Regions from separate parts of the Mus musculus genome. Here region 2 is linked to region 1. The links are chromatin contacts, called in public Hi-C maps. All regions are on one chromosome and are shown on one strand. The core of a region is the stretch at or near the end of the contact, and the rest is flanking DNA. Distances in the headings are between cores, read along the strand shown. Region 1 holds the start of Mllt3 (myeloid/lymphoid or mixed-lineage leukemia; translocated to, 3). Region 2 overlaps Focad (focadhesin).

What was found. A called contact is a pair of places that touch in the nucleus more often than the background predicts.
Region 2: a Hi-C map of double positive thymocytes shows a contact between it and region 1, with 3 times the contacts expected there. The contact joins the enhancer-like site here to the promoter of Mllt3 in region 1. A contact is called at or near these places in 2 of 39 promoter capture datasets (hippocampal neurons and liver), 1 of 15 datasets of contacts at CTCF or cohesin (the G1E-ER4 cell line), 4 of 484 Hi-C or Micro-C datasets (Th2 cells, double positive thymocytes, group 2 innate lymphoid cells and 1 more), 4 of 115 datasets of contacts at active chromatin or transcription factors (CD8 T cells, Th2 cells, effector CD8 T cells and 1 more) and 3 of 9 other capture datasets (adipose tissue, liver and pancreatic islet).

The regions. Positions count from the first base shown.
Region 1 is chr4:88,029,880-88,036,428 of GRCm38.p6, reverse strand. Mllt3 (myeloid/lymphoid or mixed-lineage leukemia; translocated to, 3) reads left to right here and starts at 3,022. Exons shown (of 11, transcript NM_027326.3): 1 at 3,022-3,345; 2 at 4,725-4,905. The coding sequence starts at 3,334.
Region 2 is chr4:88,123,568-88,130,611 of GRCm38.p6, reverse strand. Focad (focadhesin) reads right to left here. Exons shown (of 44, transcript NM_001081184.1): 3 at 5,950-6,024; 4 at 1,560-1,714. Among named protein-coding and RNA genes, the nearest start is that of Mir491, 5.0 kb to the right of the region's middle. Within about 2 kb of position 5,466, at least 2 of the 459 cell types and tissues checked have an H3K27ac peak or open chromatin away from gene starts, as enhancers often do. A contact at or near this core is called in double positive thymocytes, where this site is marked.

The DNA of each region.
Region 1 (6,549 bases), core at 1,773-4,272:
CTGACATAGTGAATGGGTAAAATTTACTTTAGAGTGTTTTATAACACCCTAATTACACCTGAAAAAGCTATTTTTTCCTTTTGTTCTGGCAGAAACACTTGAACTGCTCTGAAGTTCCAAACTAGCAAACTGCTGAGATGAGAAGGTTGGAGCCAGCTGTGGTCCTGTGAGGAGTTAGGCTCAGACACACAGGTCCTTTTCCAATCTCCATCACTGTTCTTATTTAACTTGATGTTAATCACTTTTGTGTTCATTAGAGTAACCCAATTTCATACTGTACTATACATCACAGTATGAATTTCAGTGGGATAATTTCTATTTGAATAAGGAAATGCTTTTATCATTGATGACTTTAATTATTCCTATTTTTTGCTACCTAGCATTGATGCCTGTCTTAAAATTTCTCTCCAGTACACTTTCATTGAGACAATGCCCCCATGCTGTCCAGGCTTCCTATGTAGCTGTGATTAGCTTTGAAACCTAGAGGCTCCTGCTTTAGCCTCCCAAGTGTGGTCCACCACTCTGTTTGTTTTGACTTACATTGTTATTATTTCAGAATAAATGGACAGGAAATGCATTTGCTCTCCCAATTTTATTGTTAACAGCGAACTTATTAAGACAGCTACAAATGGAAAGGCTGGTGTAAATTCCTTTGTTCAAAGTTGAACCTGGAGTATTCCGGGTTGTGCTTTCTTTTTCTTTTTCCTGGTAGAGAAGTCTTTTTGTTGTAAGGAGGGTCACATAAGGACGCTGGTGGAAGGGCTCTGTGCGCCATCTACTGGCATATTTTAAGTCTCCGAATTTGCAGACGGGGGAATTACTTTATATTGGGGAGGAGGGTTTAACGCATTTGAGAAAGGAAGGATGTTGGGGGAAGACGGTCAGATTCTACGATTTATTTGTGATTGCTGGAATAAATGAGAATCCAGCAAATATTACACGCACGCATGCACACACACACACTCACTAGCAAGCACATGGTCGAGGGGGTGGGGCAGGGAATCCCTCTTAATATACAAGTTCCAGTTCCTGGAGAGAAAACCAAGAGACCAACTCTGGAATCAGTGCAAACGCGGAATGGTCACCTTTCAGTTACTAAAAACATTCACATAATCTTCAGTTTTCAACTTCTTCATTCCAAAATAGTTCTCTGCAATTTGATTATTTGATAAACGGTGTAAGAATGCACAGTAGATAGTCATCCCTTGCTTATATCCCACACACAGCAGTTCTGTCTAACTTAGCGCTTACACAAACACACATGCATACAAGATGACATACTCTTACAGACTTGGTTGGGAAATATGTCCTTGGACTTCTGTTCAAGTTTCCCCACTTCTGGGCTGAATCCTGGAGGATGGGTGTACCAGTTTTAGGAGAATCACACTACTCGAGTTGGAAACGTGCTGCTTTGAACTTGGCTGGACCTGGTCCTGTCTAATCCCCATCATCTACTTTGTGAGCAGTGGGAAAAACTGAACGTGGTCATGGAGAACCTGGGACGCTCCAGGAAACCTCCTTCCCGTTATTCTCAAGTGTTCAATGCAAGGGCCGAGTTGTGCTTTCATGGTCTCCCGGCGAGAGGAAAAGAAGAAAGCAATAAAGTTGAGTCAGAAAGAGGAAGAGAGACAAAAAACACAGGGAGAAAAGAAGTTGGCAATCTGGAGAAAAAAAGATGGTGAACAAAAGATAAACTCTGGAAAACAGCCACCACCCCAAACCAGTTCAAAAAAGGAGTTAAGAGCCAGAGAGGTACAAGAACTTTAACGAAACAAAAGTCACACCCATCTTTCATTTTCGTATATCGTCTAGATCTTATCCGTTTCCTTTTTAAAGGTTGTCTGTGTTTCTAGAGGAAGCTAGTAACTCTTTTTTTTTTCTTTCTTCTTCTTCTTCTTCTTTTTTCGCTTCACGTATGGCTTGATATTCTACCCGTGGCCACTGAGACAAACTACAATCGGAGATGGAGCATTTGTAGAAGAGCAACTCTAGAACACTTCTGCGAGGGGTTGTCACCCGGGAGCCTAAATGGATTAATACCCAGAGATGGATTATGTTGGCTGTCACCAATATGCCTAAAGATTATAATCCAATTTATGCACATTATAGTCAGTATTAACTTTATCTATTTTAAGGTTCCCAGTAGTCTGGCGCGCCCTTAGAGAGAGGGCAGACCCTGATGCAACCCAGCAGGTTGTCAGCGAGGGGGAAGCCTCCTGAAGCAAACAACTGGGAAGCGGGTTCCCTAAGGCTCTGCGACGGGCACTCCCAGGTGTCCCGCCTCCACCTGGGCACGGTTCTCAGCCCGGGAACACCGAGGCGGGAGGCGTTTCCTAGGAAGGAAATGGCATTCTTGTTTCGCGTTCATTTCTTTTTTTCTTTTCTTTTTTTTTCTTTTTCTTTTTTAAAGTTTTCAGTGGCGACGGTGGGAGGGCGGGGTAGGTTGGTGGCTCGGAGTAGATAGGGAAAGGGATTTAAGGTTGCTGGGGGCTGTTCAGTCCCAGAGATTGCTATCAGGAGGCTTTTTTCCCCCTTCTTTTTTTTCTTTGGTAGCGTGGATTTCTCTTGCTCTCTGTTTAAATAAGTTTGTTTGGGTGTGCGTTCTTGCGATTTCAGCACAAACCCGCAAAAATCCATGGTGGAAAGTAAAAACAAGCCCGCTCCCCCTTCCCAAACGTGCTCACTACCGCCAAAGACTTGATTTAACAACCCCTTCTCCTGCGGCTGGGGGGCTCCAGGCAGTGGCCACATTCCAGCAGTTTTAATCCGTTTTTTATTGTAGGGAGAACGGAGTTTGCACAGGGGCCGGGATGGCTCCCCAGCTGGCCGCTCTCCCAGTGCCGGGCCCCCTCCCTCCATTTCCTCCCCCCTCCCCCATCAGGAACCTGTTACTTTAAGCGAGGCGTTCCAGTGTGGCGCTGCGGGCCGCCGGGGTTTCGGGGAGGCGGCCGCTGATTGGCTCTTTCGAGCTCCCCCTGGCTCGGTCGCTCGGCCTCCCCGCGCGCTCCGCCCCGCCCGCACGCCCTCCCTCCGCCCCTAGAGGCTCGAAGCCCGGGTGTCAGGCGCCACGGCGCATGCTCCGGACTCATCCTCTGGCCCCGGAGCTGCTGCTGCTGCTGCTGCTGCTGCTTTTGCTTTTGGGGCTGAGTTTAATAAGCGAGCGAGAGAGCGAGCACGGGGTGGGGTGGGGGCCAAGGCAGAGCATGTCCGCCATCTACCCTCAGCTCCCGGGCGCGCTCTCATTCATAGCAGCCTCTTCATGAATTACAGCTGAAGGGGGCGGGGGAGGGGGGGTACCACACAACACCCCGGCAAACCTCCGGGCCCCCAGGCATGGCTAGCTCGGTAAGTACATGCAAAAAAAATAATAAAAGCCCCCCTCCCTCTCCTCCTCCGCCCCGCGCCGCCGCAGCCCAGACAGCGCCAGCGCTCCGCGGTTCCAATTAGAGAAAGGTTGGTTTTGCTCGCGGGGAGCTGCCGCCTCTCCCTCCTCCCCACCCCCCCCCCCCCCGGCGCGCGCGCACACACTCGCACACTCGCCGCCACCGCCACCGCCACCCCCCCCCCCGCGCCTCCCGCCCGCCTCGCCTCTTTGCAATCGCAAGAAGCGCACTCACACTCCCTCTGGCTCACACACGCGCACACACACACTCACACCCGGTGGAAGGAGGCGAATAATAACTCAGCCATATTTCAGCCGCCGCCGCCGCCGGGAGCTGCGGGCACGGTCCGGGGACGCGGCGAGCAGCCTCTGCGGCCGCACCTCCGCCGAGCGCCGCGGCCGCCACGATGGTGCGTTCTCCGCGGCGCGCGCGTGAGCCCGAGTGTGCGGGCTGACAGCGGCGGGGCTGCTCGCAACTTTGCCCCAGCGGCCGGTGTGCGCGACCGGGGCTCCGCGGCGGTCCGCCAGTAGCCCTGCCTTTCTGCGTTTTGTGGCTTTCGCTGGGGGGGCGGGTGGGGGGAGGCTGGAGGGAGTTTGCGACCACTTTGGCTCTTGAAAGTGTGCAGCGTTGGCTCTGTTGGGCTGGCCTTGCTGGTCGTGGGGGGCTGTTCGCCGAGGGGTGCGGGGTGCTTTGAGTTGGGGATGCCTTGGCGTGTTTTCGTGCGGGCGTGAGTGAGTGTATGTGTGACGACGTTTCATTCTTGTGCACGAACCCCGTGGTAAGAAAGAACACGGGAGTTTGTGCCCATTAGCAGAGGCTGCCTGTAGTTTCCATTCCGCCTGGCACCGCGCTCCACACGCACGCACACATACACGTACACAAAGACTTCCTCGGCGTGTGCCTGTCGCCGCGGTACTTTCGGGGAGGGGGCTCGCTAGAAACCCCGGTCCCCTATCTCAGCCACCTCCCCTCCCACGCCGGGAAAGCGCCCCAGCATCCCCTCCTGATTGTCTCCTAATTTGTTACCGACGCGTTTGTTGTCGTGCTTGCCGTGGTGGTCGTGTTCTCCCCTTTCCCCGACCCCCTTCGCGACTAGGGGTAACATTCCGTTACAATCCCGGCCGCTGTGTAGCGGCGCCGGGGGCCCCTGCGGCCCGGCCCGGTGTATCTGGGGGTGTGGGGTGTGCGCGCCCACGCGCGTGAAACGTGGATGGAGAGGGCACTGCCGTTTCCTTTTATGTGCGTTTCAAGGAGGAGGGAAAAAAATGTCAGGCGCAATGTTGAGCAGCGAACGGTCGCCTTCCTGTTGTTCACGGCTGTCTCTCCTCCCCCTGCCCGCAGTGTGCCGTGCAGGTGAAGCTGGAGCTGGGGCACCGCGCCCAGGTGAGGAAGAAACCCACAGTGGAGGGCTTCACCCACGACTGGATGGTGTTCGTGCGCGGCCCGGAGCACAGTAACATTCAGCACTTTGTGGAGAAAGTCGTCTTCCACTTGCACGAAAGCTTCCCTAGGCCAAAAAGAGGTAGGGCTCGAATACAAAAGAGACTTGATAAAAAATGTCTTTGCTCCGGGAGGAAACAATCGCGGGGCCCCGGCGCTCCCCGGGCCGTTCCCCGCCCCCCGCGCCGCGCTTGCCGGGCTAGCCTGGGACCCGGGGGCGCGGCGCCGTGCTGGCCAGGTCTCTGCTGCCCGCGCGCGGGCGCGCGCGCGCGTGAGTGTTCGACTTGGGCTTAGGGAAAGTCAGCACAGAGAAAGGACCGTCAGGTGTCGCGTGTTTATTCCTCCCAGCCCTCTTGGGTTGCTGTAGGTCCTTTGGGGACCATGTAATTAGTTACTGGGTTTGGAGGTTTGGAGAGCAAAGCTGGAGGGAATAAACAGTTTGCACCTTTCCACACCCCCCCCCCCCCCTTTCCTGGAGAAATCGAGCTTTACCTGTGTTACTAGCCAAGAATGCATTGGAGGTAGTTATTGTTCCGTTTAGAGAAGTCGGTTCTCTAGGCAATTCTGGCCTCTGTGTTTGAGATACTAGGTGCCAGGTTGCTGTAGAGTGTCCCTTTGGGAGTTAGCCTCTACCTCACAGCCTGGATTTTACTAGTAGGGTGGTTTATCCCCTCAGTACCCCCACCTCCGTCCCCCGTGGGGGCATTTTACTGCTCTAGTAGATTTTGAATTACCTTCTGAACTGTCTTCTCATTGGGACCCACAAAGGGAGGGAGTTTCCGTTAAGGTTGAAAGCTAAGTTTCAGGCAAAGATGCTGTTTTGCCTATTTCTTTAGTTCTTCCTACACCTGGATCCTCAGCCATAAAGTCTGGCTTGCATACTCTTGCTGAGCTTCTCTGGTCCCAAGCACCTTCAATTAAACAGAGCAGGACAGTGTGGGGGGCGGGGGAGGGTGTCATTTAAAAAAGACGTTTGAAGAGGTTCTGAAAAACACTGGTTTTTATTTCCCCCTGCCTCTGGGAAGCTACTGTCTGGTTGTTTTAGTTGGATTACTGGAGGTAACAGTACAAATACAATAAGGTGCTTTGTTTGTGAGCAGCTTTATTTATCTAAGTCGACACAATGGTTAGTAGTTATCTTCCATTTGATCCGTAATCTTTATTGGCATCTAGAACTCCTGCAGTTTCTTAGAGTAACATCATAATAAATCCATTCTGCTTAGAGTGATGGGGGAAATTATTGGACATTCAGGGCTGGATAAAGAAAAGAGAAAGGATGTATGCCTTTAAGGTGGCAGAGTTGGGGTTTATTTTTATTTTTAATGCCTGTATGATGGGAAGTAGGATTTTATTTTAATTTTTTGTGCCTTTAGTAGTTAGGTTTAGAGTTCCTTTTGAAAACTTGAACAGTTGAAATTCTGATGGGCTTTGTTGAATGGTTAATAAATACATCCAGCTTCTAATAGTGGTTAGGGACTTGCACGGCCTATAGGAGGTATACTTAGCATTTGCTAGCACTTTAGATGAACATATAGACTGATACTCTATTTTGTATTTCTCCAAATTCATGGTAAGAATTTCATTCCTGTCTGCAGGTGATTGGGGACCATGCATGATGGAGTCCTCTCATCTCATGACTCTGCAGAGCAGTTTAAACAAAAGAAAGCACCTCCTGGGCTCCTTGGTCCTTCCTCTGTTACAGCCACTTGGCTGCCATTCATTCAGG
Region 2 (7,044 bases), core at 4,217-6,716, 92 kb before region 1:
TATTAAAGAAAGCCAAAAATCAAATAATAAACAAAGAGGTGACCAGAAAAAAGAGAAAAGGTTTATTTTTAAAAATAAAAAATAAAAAAAAAGAGTTAAAAAAAATTAAAAGAATAGAGGCAATGAAGACTGACAGATCCAAAGCAGAAGGGTCTGTACACACTGAAGTCACAGCTACTCTGGAGACATAAAAGAGATTAAGCACTCTGCGTTGTGCCATGACAATTGACATAAGAAGAAAGAATACATAAGGATGAGCAAGGAAGCCTGAGAAACGCCAGGGCCACAGGAGCCACAGGAGCCACAGGAGCCACAGGAGCCACAGGAGCCACAGGAGCCACAGGAGCCACAGGAGCCACAGGAGCCACAGGAGCCACAGGAGCCACAGGAGCCACAGGAGCCACAGCCACAGCTGCAGCAGCATCCAGGTCATTTTGGGAAGTTGGTATGAAGCATTACTACTTAAAAATGAAGCAGACCTTCTGGTCAGATGTCTGCCTCGCCTGGATAAACTATAGACCTTGGTCAGGAGCAGTCTCGGGTAAATGTTCCCCCCAAAAGACTGGAGTTGCCCCATCACTGATTGGTGTGGCTGAGTTACTATGAAGTTCTGGAGCACAGAAGGACCCCTTGTCATCATGAAGGCCCAATTCTTCAGGAGAAGACAAGTATGTCGGGGAGCCTATATCTGAGTGGTCTGAGCCACACAGGGAGGCTCATTAAACAACATACTTTCCCAGGAAACAATTTCTCCAAGCAAAGAGCAGCAATTCCTTTTCAGAGAGTTGGTAGTTTGATACGTTTATTTTGAATTCTTCTGTTTTCTTTTGTTGGTAGAGCTAGTGCAAGAACGCAGAGCCTCGCCTGCCCTACAAAAGCACTGTACCACAGAGCCTTATCTGTCCTAGACTGCATCACAGAGCCTCACCCACTCTCATCTTTTAGGGAGGACCTTACAGGTGCTCCTGCTTCAAGCACGATCCTGTTGGACTCTCTTAATAAGGAGCTGACCTATACTGCCCCCACCATTCTAGTACCCTCTGTCTGTGAATGGACAAAATATAGGTATACAAAGCAAGTTCAAAGAACTTGCTCCCTGGAAATACTCAGAAGACGGATTCCTATGTTATCAAAAATTTAGGAAAAATTCGTGCTAATTTCTTTTTGGTTTTTTCTTTTTTGGTTTTTTTTTTTTTTTTTTTTTTTGGTTTTTTCGAGACAGGGTTTCTCTGTATAGCCCTGGCTGTCCTGGCGCTCACTTTGTAGACCAGTCTGGCCTCGAACTCAGAAATCCACCTGCCTCTGCCTCCCGAGTGCTGGGATTAAAGGCGTGCTCCACCACGCCCAGCTCATGCTAATTTCTAACAGTGGTGCCAAGGGCTGACTGCAGACAGCCAAAACAAGGTAAGAACCGTGCCACTGTGTGAGTAGAACTGCTTATGCCAGGTATCCTTCTTAAAATTGGTCAGTTCATTACTGCAGCACTAATGTGTGATCCTTAGCAGACATCAGTTAGATGTGCTTCTAAAAGCTTTAACCAAACATGGCAGCACGTGTACCTGGCAGAAGGAGTCAGGTTGAGTATCCCATTGAGAACATAGCTGAACTCTGCATGACCCTGGGCGACAAGTGCCACCAGTCCCTCGCTGCAGGCTGTCCGCACAACCACATGGTCACTGCAGCACTTCTCCCACAGCAAGTTCAAGGCAGCCGTCTGAAAGCAAACCAGTGATTAAAAGACACTTAGGGTGAGGAGAAACACGCACGCAAGCACAACCATTCATCAACACGAAATTCACTCACAGTGGGCTAGCTTCTGTACCAAGGAGGATGCTGTTGTCACTTTGTTCCTACAGGGAACTAAAATCTGGCTTCCAGGAAAGGGGATAGATTTGTTTGGATGTAGTGTCTCTCTCCCTGGTGCCTGCTTGCACAATAAGGCTGGCTGTAGGCAGAAGTACAAGCCAAATTCAAGCATCAGAACACAGTGAGGACTTGGCTCTATCACCTGCTGAGCTGCAAATTTTGACTGGACCCCAACAGTATCCGTTGGTCTATCAGTTCACCAAGCTGAACTCCAAATACTGTCTGTGCCTGAAGCTTCTATGGCAATGATATTTTCAAAGGGTTCCCACTATTCTACTACCAACCTCTGTGACCTACGTGCACCTACATGTACCTACATACTCAGCTCCATCCACACTTGTGCTGAAACCTCTCAACTCAAATGTGGGCCATGACAGCGGGAGCCATGCAGGACAGAGGACCAGCAACTGCCCATCGAAATGACTAGCAACATATCTGTGAAGCACTGTTTTGACAAGAAAAATGCCATGACTTTTCCCTCGCTCTAAGAATCTATATCCGTTGACAGTAACATACCAGATGGGAACACAAGTCAACAGAAATTCTGATTTTGAAAACAGAACGGTTCAGCTTTTTAACTTTCTCAGAACTCATAGACCCCTTGTGCCGGAAAGATCCACTAATAAATAATAAATCCGTATGTAAAGTTATTTTTGGTTAAATCTGTTGAGGTTTACCTCCTTTCATGTTTTTTAATTAAAAGAAATAGTCGTGGTAACATAAGAATATACTCTCAGGAAGGATGAGGTAATAATACAAGAGTCCTTGGCTATAGAGCAAATTCAAGATCAGCCTAAACTACAAATAACCATGTTACTTAAAATAATAATAATAAGCTGGAGAGATGACTCAGTGTCTTAGAGCATGTACTGCTTGTTTCTCCAGAGGACTCAAGTTCAGTTCCCAGAATGCACCATTAGGTGACTATCACTAGCTTGACCAGAACATGTACATACTTACACAGAATTTAAAGTTATAACGAAATTAATTATGATAAGCTCATAAAGAAGCTATGGTTTCCTTTTGATACAGTTTAATAGAGTGATACGGTTCAGGGCTGTAGAGATGGCTCAGTGGGCAAAAAAAACTTGTAGCACAAGCATGGCGGGCTGTAACCTCAGCATAGCAGGAGACAGGCACACTGGGGCTAGCCAGCCTCTAATCAAACTGAAACCAAAGCTCCAGGCTCACTGAGAGATCCTGCCTCAAGGGAGTAAGGCTGAGAGTGACAGAACATAGGACAGGACACCTGACTTCCTCCTATAACCTTCACACTCACATGCAAGGTGGGCACACCAGCACACACACTTGTACAGACAACACACATATGCCCCACACCAAACACACACACATACCACACACACATTTGTGCATACTACATATATACACCACACACACACATAGATATGCACACCACACCACATCATACACATCACACACACACAAACCACACCAACCACAGCATATGCACACACTATATAACACATACAATACACACCAACCACCTCACACATACCACACCATAGACAAATATCATATATATTATATACCACACATACCACATATATATCATACACATACACATACACACACACACACACTAAATCACACAACCATGCACACACATATCACACCACACTGCATACCACATAATACACCACATACATGCACACATACCACACACCCCATGCACATACATACCACACCCCATGCACACATACCACACTACATTGCATACCATATCATACACCAAATACACGTGTACCAAATACAAACACACCACACCACACACACATCATACCAGATCACACACACTGCACACACCCACCATACCACACACTATGCATATACACACCACATCATATTATACCATACACACACACACATCATACACACCACACCTCACACAAACACCAGCAACACTGCCATTGCCACTGCCACTGCCACTGCCACACACTACCACACCAAATTAAAAAGAAGAAAGAACTAACTCTACAATTCAAGGAAAGCTCAGGGTATCCAGCTCCCACTGAAATGAACAACACTGTGCTTCACTCCTCTGTAGCTGCTAAAAACCTCTGCAGTCCTAAGGCCCACGATTAAAGAACAACAGAGTTAAAAGTCAGTAATAGAGAAAGGAAATCTTTATATTGTTTCCCCTTTTATTTAGAAGAAAATTTCTTTTCCCAATAGCCCAGGGTCCTAAATGCCATCATTTCCACTACCAAGCCAGAAAAATAAGATAAATGGATGAATAACCTCGCCTGAGATGATACTGTCCTGGTAGAGGTAGGCATTCATTTATTAGCGGGAGAGGAAACATTTAGTTAAAAGGATTTAGCATTCAATAAATCCCAGCAATGTAAGTAAAATCACTAGGTCTTCTCAGCGTCCATAATGTGATTACAGGCAGGATTGGGGTCGGGCGTCTCAGGAAACCTGATTTACATGACTACTACAAACACTAGATAGATGCCAGTTAGTGAAACAGATCACTCCACTTACTTCCACATATCAACAGGCACTGCAAAGGTATATGAAGGGCTGGTGAGATGGCTCAGAGGTTAAGAGCACTGACTGAGTTCAAATCCCAGCAACCACATGGCAGCTCACAACCATCCGTAATGAGATCTGACGCCCTCTTCAGGTGTGTCTGAAGACAGCTACAGTATACTTACACATAACAATAAATCTTTTTAAAAAAAAGAAGATATAGCAAGGCCAATCAGAAAGAATGTGAGGTGCTCAGTCAACAAAGGTGCTTGCTGTCTAACCTGGCAAGTCGAGTTCAAATCCTAGGATCTACACGGTGAAAGAAGAAAACAGAGTGTCACAATCTGTCCTCTGACACACCAAAGCACACTGAGGCACATCAGCATGCCCAAATACACACATACATACTCACATGTAACAAAGTGAAAGTAAGGAAAGGAAATCAATTTGTTTTTGTCAGGAAAGAGAAATTTATTTCTGTAGTTTACACACAGGCACCCGCGCTTAGCAACTTCCCATCTAACAAGTCAAAATATACAATGCCAACTGGCCAAAGCCCAGCTGGTTCGTCTTAGCTCCTAGGCAGCGCTTTAAATCTGGGTACTGACTTGCTCTGTGAGGGGATGGGAAGCCTTCTTCAGAGCCTTTCCCACTGAGAACTCACACTCAGGACTGAAATGAAGCGTGAGAAGACACCCAAACACAGCCCACCACTGTGTTCACTGTCTCCAGTGCTAAAAGCATTCCCTCAGGGGGTTCTGTCACCTCCTCAGTGTGCCCTCCTCATGCCCTCCCTTGGTTTTGTTTTCCACTGATAGTGAATGGATACCCTCCTTCACTCTTTATATGTCTCCTCCTGGAGTTAGACACAATGTCCAAGCTTAAAAGAATGATTTAGAATAAAAACATGGCACACCAAACGAAAAGGAAGACGATAAGGAGGAGGAAGTGGGAGATAGAAGAATTGGGGAGAAGGAAGGCAAAGGCAGAGGGGGAAAGGAAAAGGAAGAGGAAAAAAGGCAAGATCTGTAGGCAAAACTCCTCCTTACAGTTCAAGATCTGAACTGAACTACAAGTGAAACCAGGGGCGAGTGGCCCTGCAGGCAAGCACAAGCATCTACATAAAACAAGCAAGCAGATTATCTTAGACTGCTTCCTACTACTGTGACAAGGACCACAACCATAAAGAACCAGGTGAGAATAGGGTGTATTTCAGCTTAAGGTCCATCATCAAGAGAAAGGAGAGTATAAACTCAGGGCGTGAACTGAAGCAGACTCCATGAAGCAGCAGTGATTCCTGGTTTACTCTCCTAGCTCGCTCAGCCTACTTTCTGATACAACCCAGGACCACCTGCCCAGGGGTGGCTCCTCCCACAGTAAGCTCAGCTCTCCCACATCAGCTATTAAGCAAGAAAATGTCCCACAGGGTTGCCCACAGGCAAATCTAAAGGTGCATTTTCTCAGTTGAGGCTGCCTACTCTCAAGATGATCCTGGCTGGTATCTATTTAACAAAAAGCTAGCCAGGGGCAGGTGTACACACACACACAACAAACAACAACAAAACAACAACAACAAGGTTAAGCACAGACCTGGTTTGTGGATTGGTGTATCTTTTCTGAAACACCATGTTCTTTTAAGACAGCAGCAATAAGATGACCTACAGCCTAAAAGAAGAACAACAAAAAATTAATGAAGATATCCACTTAGAAGTTCTTTCCAAAGAGTGCACTGAAAGGGAATCAACATCATATTCATTTTCATGTATAAGCAAGCCAAGTTGTCAACTGGTAAGATGAAAGTCCCTTTGTTGTGTGCCATGTAGAAAGCACTGAACGAGGCACTCAACATGTGTAACCCAAATCCTCAGAGCAATCTTCAAAGTAGGTCAAATATCCCAGCACTACACAAGCCATACTCTACCGAGGCCAACATCAACCTTCAGCTCAAATTCCTCTCACCTACTTTTAAAGATAATTTGGAATTACATAATCCATTAAAACATGAGACAGTCTTTAAAACCTTTGTATCTAAATCCAATCTGTCATGTTTCATGGTGACCTTTGTGAAAATGAAGAAAAATTCACCCTCACTTTTATGGATACAGCCTGTACAGACCTGAAGAATATCTCTCCCTTCCTCTACACTCTTCTCCCTCCTCTAGACCCTACTATTTTCATTTTTTCTAAAGTTCATTTGCATGTGCGGAGGTGTGTGTGAGTGTGTTTATGTGTGTATGTGTGTGTGTGTGTATGTGTATGTGTGTGTGTGTGTATGTGTATGTGTGAGTGTGTGTGAGTGTGTGTGTGTATGTGTGTGTGTGTGTATGTGTATGTGTGAGTGTGTGTGAGTGTGTGTGTGTATGTGTGAATGTGTGTGTGTGAGTGTGTGTATGTGTGTGTGAGTATAGGTGTGAGTATGTGTATGTGAGTGTGTGTGTGTATGTGTGAGTGTGTGTGTGTGTATGTGTGAGTGTGTGTGTGTGTGTATGTGTGTGTGAGTGTGTATGTGTGAGTATGTGTGTGTACATGTGAGTGTGTGTGTGTATGTGTATGTGTGTGTGTATGTGTGAGTGTGTGTGTGTGTGTGTGTGTGTGTGTGTGCATGTACACAGGTATGTGCTACTACCCACATGAGGAGGAGAGAAGACGACTTGGAGAAGTCACTTCTCATTTTCCACCATATGG